Linked DNA regions of Arabidopsis thaliana: region 1 is linked to region 2. A link is a contact called in public targeted proximity ligation data. All regions are on one chromosome and are shown on one strand. The core of a region is the stretch at or near the end of the contact, and the rest is flanking DNA. Distances in the headings are between cores, read along the strand shown. Region 1 holds the start of AT3G27230 (S-adenosyl-L-methionine-dependent methyltransferases superfamily protein). Region 2 holds the start of AT3G27120 (P-loop containing nucleoside triphosphate hydrolases superfamily protein).

Evidence for each region.
Region 1: a targeted proximity ligation map of shoot shows a contact between it and region 2, with 11 read pairs. A contact is called at or near these places in 3 of 26 Hi-C or Micro-C datasets (leaf, root and seedling) and 1 of 2 datasets of targeted methods (shoot).

What each region holds. Positions count from the first base shown.
Region 1 is chr3:10,052,542-10,058,078 of TAIR10.1, forward strand. AT3G27230 (S-adenosyl-L-methionine-dependent methyltransferases superfamily protein) reads left to right here and starts at 1,388. Exons shown (of 2, transcript NM_113637.5): 1 at 1,388-1,448; 2 at 1,598-3,300. The coding sequence starts at 1,683. The coding sequence ends at 2,915. AT3G27220 (Galactose oxidase/kelch repeat superfamily protein) reads right to left here and starts at 1,220. Exons shown (of 7, transcript NM_113636.4): 1 at 835-1,220; 2 at 479-664; 3 at 172-401; 4 at 1-91. The coding sequence starts at 1,053. AT3G27240 (Cytochrome C1 family) reads right to left here. Exons shown (of 8, transcript NM_113638.3): 3 at 5,217-5,428; 4 at 4,540-4,819; 5 at 4,381-4,452; 6 at 4,184-4,300; 7 at 4,018-4,083; 8 at 3,189-3,719. The coding sequence ends at 3,603.
Region 2 is chr3:10,001,925-10,007,538 of TAIR10.1, forward strand. AT3G27120 (P-loop containing nucleoside triphosphate hydrolases superfamily protein) reads right to left here and starts at 2,382. Exons shown (of 13, transcript NM_001338858.1): 1 at 1,933-2,382; 2 at 1,520-1,658; 3 at 1,102-1,389; 4 at 748-983; 5 at 174-301; 6 at 1-91. The coding sequence starts at 2,357. It overlaps AT3G27140 (Protein phosphatase 2C family protein), which reads right to left. Exons shown (of 5, transcript NM_113628.2): 4 at 5,192-5,515; 5 at 4,967-5,101. The coding sequence ends at 4,967.

The DNA.
Region 1 (5,537 bases), core at 138-2,637, 50 kb after region 2:
CCAATGGTCAAAAGCAACGGCATTGCGATTCTCTTTGCTTCCACCCATCACATGAAGCCTCCCTCTCCATATCTGAGTCGCAGGAGCATACCTGAGTCCAACAAAACAGAGCTCGGCAATCGCAGTCCACTATACTTTAACATGATATATCTTCTGACTTAAAGTCTTTACCTTGGAGCTGGTAGTGAAGGAAATTCGAGCCAAGTCTTTGTGAATGAGTCTAAAACAAAGGAACGAGAAGTAGGTCCTCTACATTGTGGACCAAGCTGCCCTGAAACCACATATACATACCGTCCATCCGTCACAATCCCGAGGTGCGAATTCGCCATTTCTTTAGGAGTGTGGAATCTGTCACACCACTTATTGTCTGTGAAATTGAACACATCCACATGAGAATGAACCTGAGGCAAAATAATCAAGTGATCATTAACACCATTTTTAAAACTAATCAAGTGATGATCATTCTCAAGTTCCTTACATAGTCGAGACTGCCGTAACCGGAGAAGACATACAAAAGGTTATTGATTTGAACTGAGTATCCATCAAGACGAGGAACTGGAGCTGATTCCATTTCCTCCCATTTTAACTCCGGCGCCGGTATATCGGCAAATATTGCCGATAAGAATCGGACATGATCTTTTGTATCATTCGATTGTTTGCTTCTCTGCAAGCAAACACAAAATGGTGAAACTTAGAATGAAATTCACAAATAGCTAAAACCCTAAAAGCACAATCAATTGAAACGTAGAAAGGAAGATAAAGCAAAAAGTAAGAATAGCTGATAAACCCTACAAACTAAGAATATGATCAATTGAAAAGATTAGGCAAAGGGACCTTTTGAACAATTTTGGAATCGATGATCGGAATCTGTATCTCCGGCCGGTTAACGGGAACCCAGATTGAAAAAACAGCGGATACTGAGGGAATTGAAGAAGAGAGACAAAGAAAAGCTGCGATGAATCCAATCCCAAGAACACTGGTGAAGTACAACACAAGCATCAATCTCCTTGAAGATTGGTGATGATGATGATGATGATCAGGTTTATTCGCCATTTGTGTTTATGCAGAGCTATTGAAAGAGACATCTCATTCATATAGACCGCAACGAGAAACAGTGATGATTTGATTTCACGTCGCTGAAGAATCTCTCATTACCGAAAAAATATGTGCGCCGGTGGTTTTTCCCCAACCAGAAATCACGCCGGTGGTTTCCAATTTTGTATTATTATTTTTTTTTTTGGTAATTTCCCCTAATTTGAACCTTCTTAACGAGACAAAAGGTTTGTTTGTAATTATATGGGCTTGATTAAAAACTAAGCCCAATTAAAAATAAAAAAGCCCATGAAAAATAGAATCATATAGTCACTCACGTGTTGACTCTCGAGTCATGTCGGCGATTTCTTTCACTCTCCAGTAAACTTCACCAAGTCTCTTCTGCTGAAATCACGGTAATGCAATTCTCATGAACCTTGATTTTGTTTCTGTTCTTCGCAATTTCTATTGTTGAATCTTTCTGCTAGATCTGAATGATTCTTCAAATCGAAGTACTCTTAGTTTTTTTTTGTTAAATCAAGCTGGAATCTGAAATTTCTTGCAGATCCAATGAAGAAGATCCAAGTTATATAGTGAGACCTCAAACCTTAGCTTGAGCTCTGCTTCTTCTCTCTTTCACTGCATTGAAGATGGGATCTGTATCTTTAAAGATCGGCGATGGAACAGCCAGATTCCGACGAACATCAATTTGTTCATCCGCCGTGAACCTCCTCATGCTCTTCTCCGTCGTCACCACAAATCTCTTCGCCTTATACGCGTTCTCCTCTCATTCCCAAGCAAACTCGCCACTTCTCCACAGCTCCAACAATATCTCACTCGTTTCTCAACATCTCTCTTTGATTCTCCGAGAAATCGATTCGTCTCAACGCAAGCTTGCTCAGATGGAGAAACAGATGCTTGGTTACGAATCTATTGATATCTCTCGACCTAACATTGTTCCTGAGCTCAAATTGTTCCTCCAGCGTCATCAGCTTCCTTTAGGGAAAGATTCGCGTACCGGGATCACTGAAATGGTGTCTTCCGTTGGACATTCTTGTGGGAAATCTACGGATTTGCTTTCTCAGTATATGTCATATAAGGTGTTTGATAGATGTCCTGATGATTGGAGTCTTGGCCAGAAGTTGATTCTTCGTGCTTGTGAGCCGTTGCCGCGGAGACGGTGTTTGGCGAAAACGGTGCAGAAGCAAGATTTGAGTAAGTCTCCTGATTCGTTATGGAGATCTGTTAGTAACAAGAGTGTTAATTGGAGTGGACTTGGTTGCAAGAGTTTTGATTGCTTGAAAGGTAAGAAACTTAGCAAGGAATGTGTTGGTTGTTTCGATTTAGGGGTTGAGAAAGATAGGTTTGTGAAGGTTAAGGGGAAGAATGATTTCTTGATTGATGATGTGTTGGGTTTAGGAAGTGGGAAAATTCGAATCGGGTTCGATATTAGCGGTGGATCAGGGACTTTCGCAGCGAGAATGGCTGAGAAGAACGTGACTGTAATCACTAACACTTTGAATAATGGTGCTCCGTTTAGTGAGTTTATAGCTGCGAGAGGGCTCTTTCCGTTGTTCTTGAGCTTAGACCATAGATTTCCTTTTCTTGACAATGTGTTTGATCTTATTCATGCTTCTAGCGGATTAGATGTTGAGGGTAAAGCGGAGAAGCTAGAGTTCTTGATGTTCGATCTTGATCGGGTTTTGAAACCCCGTGGATTGTTCTGGTTGGATAACTTCTATTGTGCTAATGATGAGAAGAAGAAAGAACTTACACGTATGATTGAGAGGTTTGGGTATAAGAAGCTTAAATGGGTTATTGGAGAGAAGGCTGATGCACAAGTTTATCTCTCAGCTGTTCTGCAAAAGCCAGTGAGAGCTTGATCGGGAATGCAAAAGGAAGTTCGTAATGGTAAGACCGACCATAAGAGTAAAACTCTCTATTTATAGTTACATTTGATCATAGGTTATAAATTTGGAGGTCATTAGGTGATATTTATTCCAGAGAAGAAGAATAAGCAATTATATATTTACCAGGGCAATTGGAGAAAATCATTTGTAAAAGTTTTTCAGTATAATGTGTTGAAATTTTGTCGATTATTATTACTACTTTTCTGTTATAATATCCATATATACCATACAAATAAAAATGAGTACCATTAATTGTGTTTTTGTTATACCTGAAATAAATTCTCCTCATGCAACCAAAGCCAGATGCAAGAAATGCCGAAAATAGACAACAAAATCAGAGTACAAAGTTATTTTTTATTGAGACAAGAGGAAAAACATAACAAATGATATAATCTCAAAATCATGTGTGATTATTATGAGGCGAAAAAAACAAGTTTTCGTGATTATCCTCATAAAACTCTCTAGTAATAATCGAAGGAAAAAGAAGAACGATGAGGTCTTTTCACCTTCAGGTGAGAACTGGTCTCATCAAAGATTTTTATGACACATAAAAATGATGATACGTTATTACCCAGAGAAAGGCTCTTCTCTATTTAACATCCTTTGTTGAAAATACGACTGTGTGTGGCCAGGCCAATGCAAAAGCTTTTCAGCGGCGCTTTAGTTAACCACGTCAAGAACCAGCTTGCGGGACTTGAGAACCGACCATTTTAGTCGCCTGTAGTAAGCAGCTTGGAGAAGAGCGAGAGAGAGTAGGAATATCCATTTGAAACCCATCTGCAAATAGTGAAACCAACATTAACCGCCATGTAAAATGTAACCTCAAAAAAAAGTCAATTCTTTGTATCGGTCTGGAAGCTGAGGTTTGTGTCTGCAAAACGAGTCAAACTGTGTTCACAGCATATCTAAATGTTATTATCTTAGTAGCAGACCAAGAACTAGTAGCACTTCACACTTGGTACAACAATTGGTTCTCTAAGTCAACTTGATCGATCATAAACTAAATCTAGTATTAATTGCATAGTCTAGGGAGAAAATACAATGTTCACCAGCGAACAGAGAAAGATAAACCTACCAGTTTCCTCTCTTCCATTTCTGGTTCAGCTGCCCAGGCCAAGAATGATACAATATCTTTACCCATCTGCACCGTAAAGTAAAGTTTATATCATGACACTGAGAAAGGACAGTACCATAAGGCATAAAGATTTATGTTCTTATATTTTAAGTGGAGGAAAAATAACCTGTGCCTCTGTGGCGGGGACACCATCTTCATACTCAACAGCTTCATCATTGAGCATTTTCGGCATAGCAATTGCTCCCCCAGGGAAATAAGGATTGTAGTGTAACCCCTCTCTAATCTGTACAGTTATCATCGGATTTTTCATAACCAGCACTTTGAATTCGAAGAAGTTCAATGTGGAAAATGAGAGAAACTTACCGATATGCCAGCAGGGGGATCACGGTAACCAGTCAGAAGCGCAAAGACATAGTTTGGACCATTGTGACGTGCCTGGAAGGCAGAACATTAAAACTATTTAAAACACAAAACACAAGTTTGCTACAGATGTTCAGTTAAAGTAAAGTAGCAGCAGCAGACCTTAGTTATAAGACTTAGATCAGGAGGATACGCTCCACCATTAGCAAACCTTGCAGCTGATTCATTTGCATATGGCTGAGGAAACCGGTCACTGAGTTTACCAGGGCGGGTGAACATCTCACCCTCATCATTAGGTCCATCTACTACCTCGATTTCAGCTGCCATTGCCTTTGCCTCTTCCTCTGTGTAGGCGACACCCACCAAGTCTCGGTATGAGATCAGAGACATTGAATGGCATGATGCACAGACTTGCTGATAAACTTGATGCCCACGACGGATCCTGCTCATACAACATCAACCTTTCAATAATTCATACAGTACAAAAATTTCACTGAAGTTTCACAGTCTAATATTAGGGTAGCAGGATAGTCACTTTCTTTAGGTTTAGACATGACTTCGGTGATCTTGAATCGTTTTATTAAAAAAAGGCAGCAACAAGCCCCTTATTTTATGTATGATTTCTTTTCCTTCTATACAAAGACTCATACAAACGCTTGATTCACGCATGATAGACTTTTTGATTCAAAGAAATTTACAATTCTAAGAAAATTTCCTTTTTCATTGAAAAATTGCTTGAAAGGACGTTAACTTATAAAAGCAAAAAAAAATCTATAAGAAAATGATAAAATGATGCTATTAACCAGACAAGAAGATGAGAGAGTGGTGACAATACTCACGAAGCATGGTCATATGAGCTAAGAATGCCATCATGAGGCCAAGGGTACTCTGGACTCTCCAATCCATGTTCAGCCTCATCAGCAGATGCTACTGTAGAAAAACTCAACAGTCCTGTAACACCAGCACCCAACAAGGCAAGTGCTCTTACACCAGAAGAACCAGCATCCTCATGAGCTTTCTTCGAAGAAAACCAAGACAAAACCGGAGTTGCCTGCAGGATAACACAAAACCAATGCTCAGTCAAAACTTCGCCGCAAACCAACTCAGTTATATGCTAACCAAATGGACTTTCAAAAGATTGCTGCATTCTACTATTCTAC
Region 2 (5,614 bases), core at 1,132-3,631:
CCAGGTGAACGACAACCTTTGAAAATGTCAGGACGCAACAATGGCCAAATGACCATCTCAGTTACACACTTTTTAGCATGCTCCAGACCAGCTGCACATCAATAACTTATGATGAGAAACTCCAGGTGCAACAGGGATAATAATATACACTGCACTGAAACATCTTACTGTACCAATATCATCCCAGCGGACATTGGGGTCTCGATCCATAATCTCGTTGCTGACATGCTCTATAAGACGAGGTTCCAAATTTCTCAACTTCTCGGGAAGCTCACCATCAGGACCACAGAGCATCTCCAAACTAGAACAGGATAGTAAGTAAATGGGCATGCATGTTATCTCATAATATAAAATTAATCTTTTCAGGCTTACAGGCGTAGAAGGCTACTGGATAATTAGAAACTTATGTGAAGTAGCATTCTAAATAAGAACGAGGGCCTAACTGGCTAACCACCAGATGAGTGTAGACGCTTAAATTGCTAGTCCTATTGACATGCATATACTATTTTTTATTTACTTTTCATAGTGTTTCAATGTGAAATAAATTCAAAAAATGTTTAATATAGAAACTTAGTTAGAGAAGGGCAGAGACAGGCATAGCCTATCTAGGTGAAAATCAAGAAATATTGACAAGAAAAACAGATTACATAAGCTTATTTATTGTCGAAGGTGAGGATATAAAAAGGGTGCATGTGCTTTCCAGTTTGCTAAGGATCTTGAATCAAAATAAGAAATTACGCAACTAACCATGTTCTGGTTGAGTCATCCAGTGCATCGTCAGTCTTTCCACCAATACGAGACGTCAAGTTTCCAACATTATTCCCATTAGTTTTAACAGGAGGGACAAAATTACTACGGTATCCACGTCTTAATCCACCCGACCTTGAACCATAGCCCCTACCTAAAGCATTTTTGTCACTCTGTGGAGAAAGACATGAACTTGGTGACTCAGTTGATCCTCGTTTTTGTCTTACATCCATTTCCTAAAGCAACAGATATAGTAGTCAACATTAGCAAAGGGTAATAAAGCACAGTTCGAAAGAAAAGACTCTGCAAAGTCAAGATGACTCTAAGAGAAGTAATTGTCATGAATAAATCTACCAGTTTTATTTTGGCGGATACAAATCCATTAGGAGCTCCATCTTCCTTTACTTCCCCATCATTTGCAAGGCTACTGGTTTCTGCATGAGGTCGCTTTGTTCCAAAACCAAATCCATGACTTCTCTCAACAATGACACATTCATCAGAGGCACGGTCTTGATTGTTCACTGAAGTTTTGCGCTGATTATCTGGTTTACCAATACTGTTTCCATACAATGATGTCAGTTTGGCTTGCATCATTGACTTTGGTGCTTTGGGAATCAACTTATCCGTATCATGCCGTTCTTCCTGAAACAAGAAAACATCTATGAAATCATAGTAGAAACAGGAAGCAAGACATATAACATGGCTGTGTTTCCAAAACTCATCACCAATACTAAGATCATTGAAGAAATGAAGCAGTTTACAAGAGCATTACCATCTCTTTAACACCCTTTCCGTTAGATTGACTGACATGAAAACCAAAGTACTTAGACTGCTTAATCTTTTCCACATCAAATCCACCTTTGCTGCCAAAAATTGCCCCTGGAGCTGTATTTGCAAGCTCAAACGCCTTCCTGGATACAACAAGAAGCACACCATAAAAGGGTACTCTAAAAATCTCAAGTGTAGCTAATATTGACGATAATTCAAAAAGATCTTTAGATTTCAGCTAGTAACTAAGTGAACGAAGTCCAAAGATTAGAGAATATCACTCAGTTATACATTTCCCTGATTCCAATACCCAACAATTCAAGCCACACTCATAAGACTCTACTAAGCTAAGCAAGTAAAATTCGAACCCTCTCTTCTTCGAAATTAAACAGGCTCAAAGGGGAAAAGCTCAGGTACCGATCCGAATCTGAAACGAGGCCTTCCAAAGCTAAATCAATCTTAGAGGCAACTTCACGACGAATGGGACCAATGAAATCACGATCGGCGTCAGTGACAGAACGAGAATCGAGGAAACCTAGAAGACGAAGCCCAAGGATCTGAGCAGAAGAGAAATCAGATTTCTCCAGGAATTTGTCGGCGCCGAAGAGCAGCGATTGGAGACGCTTCAAGTTCTCATCCACTTCCTTTCTCCAACACGGCGTCTCCGTTTCTCCTTCCTCCTTCACATTCAGAAACTCCGGTGGTGGTCTCAGTAACGGAGAAGAAAACGGCGACGAACGCTTTCCCGCCATTATCCTCTCTTCCTCTTTCCCCAAATGCCCAAAACCCCAGAAATGAAATTCAAATTCGCGCTCAGAATCTGAAACCACCGACCCACACATTCCTTTACTCTCTCACCAGCTTGACGCGTAGAACGTCATGCAGTGTAATAGTGTAGATAGAAACGGCGTGTAGTTTCCTTAGAAATCAGTTGCTTATCGGGCCCAGTTTCTTCATGGGCAATAGTAAGCCCGTTATTGTCTGTATTTTGGGTTTTACTGTGTTTCGGATATGCTTCCTCTAAACTTTCGTCTTTATTTTTTATATTTTTACATAGAGAATATTAGGCACTTAAAAATCATTAGGCACTTTGACTAATTGCAATTACTTGTTTACCCTCAAATCGTCGGTTATATATAACCAAACAAATCAAACCCATTTTCATTAAACCAATTCCGGTTACGAAACCCACGATTTTGATTTTGCAGTTACCATAATCTCTTGTTTTATTTTTTCCGGAACTGTAAAAAAAAACAAATCCAGAAAAAACCTAAACTACAGTTTCAGAAAAGGTGACTCCGACGACGGGATATCAATCTCCTCCGTTACTGTCTACCACCACTACGGTTTACACTACTTTCTTTCTTCTTCTCTCCACCGTAAAACTCCAATAATCGATTTCGTAATCTCAACCACTTTATACCCTTGTGACTTCGGCGAGGGGATATCAATCTCCTCTTTAATGGATTTGGATTTCGTTACTCTAATTCAACTTCAATTGAGTAGATTTCGAGAAAAAGTTCTTGAATTACTAAGGTAAAGTTATGTGATGTTGGGTTCTATATTCTTTGGTTTATCCAATTTGATATGGCGTCCGCAAATATTCCTCGATTCGAATCTTCGGCGATCATAAATCTTGCACTGAATACTATGGAAGAGAAGCTACCAAGATCGCTCAAGAATCTCGACTTGAATACGAACCTTGTACCAAAGATTAAGATTCTTCTTTCAGCTTATCTATCTTCCTCACGTAAGTCTCACTTTCAACAATTTTTTTTCTCGAGCTGGGCTAAATTTGGTGTTAAGCATGGCTGGTGATATTTAGGAGTTGGAATTTGACAAAGTTTTCTACTAGTTTGCTTCAATCGCTGGAATGTCTCCATTGAAATCGAAACCTCCATCTCTTGTGAGATTATGTTATTAGGAAACATTTAGAGGAAATGATTCCTTGTTTAGCTGAAATCTATGTTATATTTCCATAAAGCGACGTTTATGTGAACAAATTTATGTGGACTTGTTATCATGGATATGTTATGGACAAATTAGTATTTGAAATTGTAATTGACGGTTGTGTAACGGATTGTGTTATGGACTCACCATTCTCGTAACATGATTAAAGATAATGAAACGAGATTGACTATTGATAATTGTGTGTTTATTAAACTTTCGCACCGGTGAAGAGATTAGTCCCTTGAACTTGTGATTGTTTATGTTATATCTTGAGATGTTTGGTATTTAAAATCAAACTTTGACTTGTATTTAAAACTTAAAATCCAATCGAGAAGATCTAGCAGTGTTAAATGAACAGAGCTTTGTGGACAACGATATTTGGACACGTTTCTTTTTACCTTCCTCTCGTACTTTACTTGAACTTGTCTCTAAGTTTGCTGTCAAATTATATGGCTTTTTGAGTATTTAACGTCTCGTCAATGCCAAAGTATTCATATCAAATGAACCATTTCAAGTGTATGATCCAATATAGATTAATTGAACACCAAAAAATTCATTATATGCTTCTATTTCCAATGTTGTGGTATCCATTTTGTATTGTCCATATGAACAATGTACTTTTGCAGGTTCGGTGACCATTTTTGTATGTTGGTTTCCTCTTTTGTACCCAAAATAGTTTCCATCGACTATTAACTCAAAAAACTATTTTTTCAATCTCTTTTTTTCAATAATTTTGGGTTTTGGTTATCCTTATAAATCATAACTATTCTTCAATTTGTAATTGATCCGTACAAGTATAACTATATATGGTCAACACGAAATGGTCGCTTGTGGATGGCTACTTGTAAAGTGTTAGAGTATACTTTGAGACCTGAGATGCACATCAAGAAACTTGGTTACATATCATTGTTACTTAACTGTCTATACACATGTGGATAAATGGTCATAATGGATAATGTACTTTGGATTGACGTTTATTGTTCCTCGTATAAACTTATGTATTAGTATGAAACTACCATGTGAGTTATTAGATGACCATATGGACTAGACTGCTTGGATAGTTTCTTGTTCATGTATAAACTTATGTATTAGTATGAAACTACCATGTGAGTCACTAGATAACCATATGGACTGGACTTCTTGGACATTCATTAATGGACAAGTATGTCTTTGATTTGCTGCGAATGTGTTTATAGCTCGATAAAATTAACACTTTTTTGTTTGCTCATTCAACATTAACATTGGAGTCCAACTCGATCAAATTCTTAGCACCATCATAAAGCTCAATGTTTATACCAGACAAGATCAACATAAGCCACATTGAGTTTAGCTTTGTTCACTCAATTTTTTTTTTGCCGTCTGGTATAATATTAATTGAAAAGTCAAAACAGAGTATAGAGCATACATCCATAAAAAAACAGAGCATGAAAACTCCAAACAATAACCAAAGGTAAAGAAAAAAAAAATCCAAAGGTAAAGAAAAGAAAATTTCACAAAGTCATCATCGCTTGTCTTCTTCAATTCTGGAAAGTAACCATCCAGGGCCTCCTCTAGCTAAATAAGATCTGAAACGACCATCCCTTGTCACACTTATAGCAATGTCCCTTGCTATTGAATTCGCCTTTGAGGATGAAACCTTGAAAATGACTCGAAAAAACCTGGGAATGAGTGAATTAAGTAAAACAAAAGGACTAAATCATAGAAATTCTAATGTCATATATCTAACATCTTCTAAGATGCCTCTCTTTTCTATACGAACTGGCCGCAATGGGATCAACATCACACTGATATCATCAAACGAGCCTCGTGAAGCCGAGAGATCAACAAGCTTCTTACAAGCTGCTAACAACAATGGCTTCTCGGTTCGTAAGCAGAAGGGACGAGCAATGTCTACTGCTTCTTGGTTACTCACCTTATCCCATAAACCATGTGATGCCAAGATTAAGAACTCATGGTCATGCTCAACTCTCGAGATCTTTGTCTCTGGTTCAGCTATAACCCATTTCTTAAGTTGAGCATCTCCGATTCCTCTTGGCACAACTAAGGATCCCTGGATTCTCCACAACGTGAAACATATCAACATATCCTCCCGTGGTTTCAATTCTTTTCCGTTCATCATCTCTAGACGGACAATGATCAGAAAATAAAA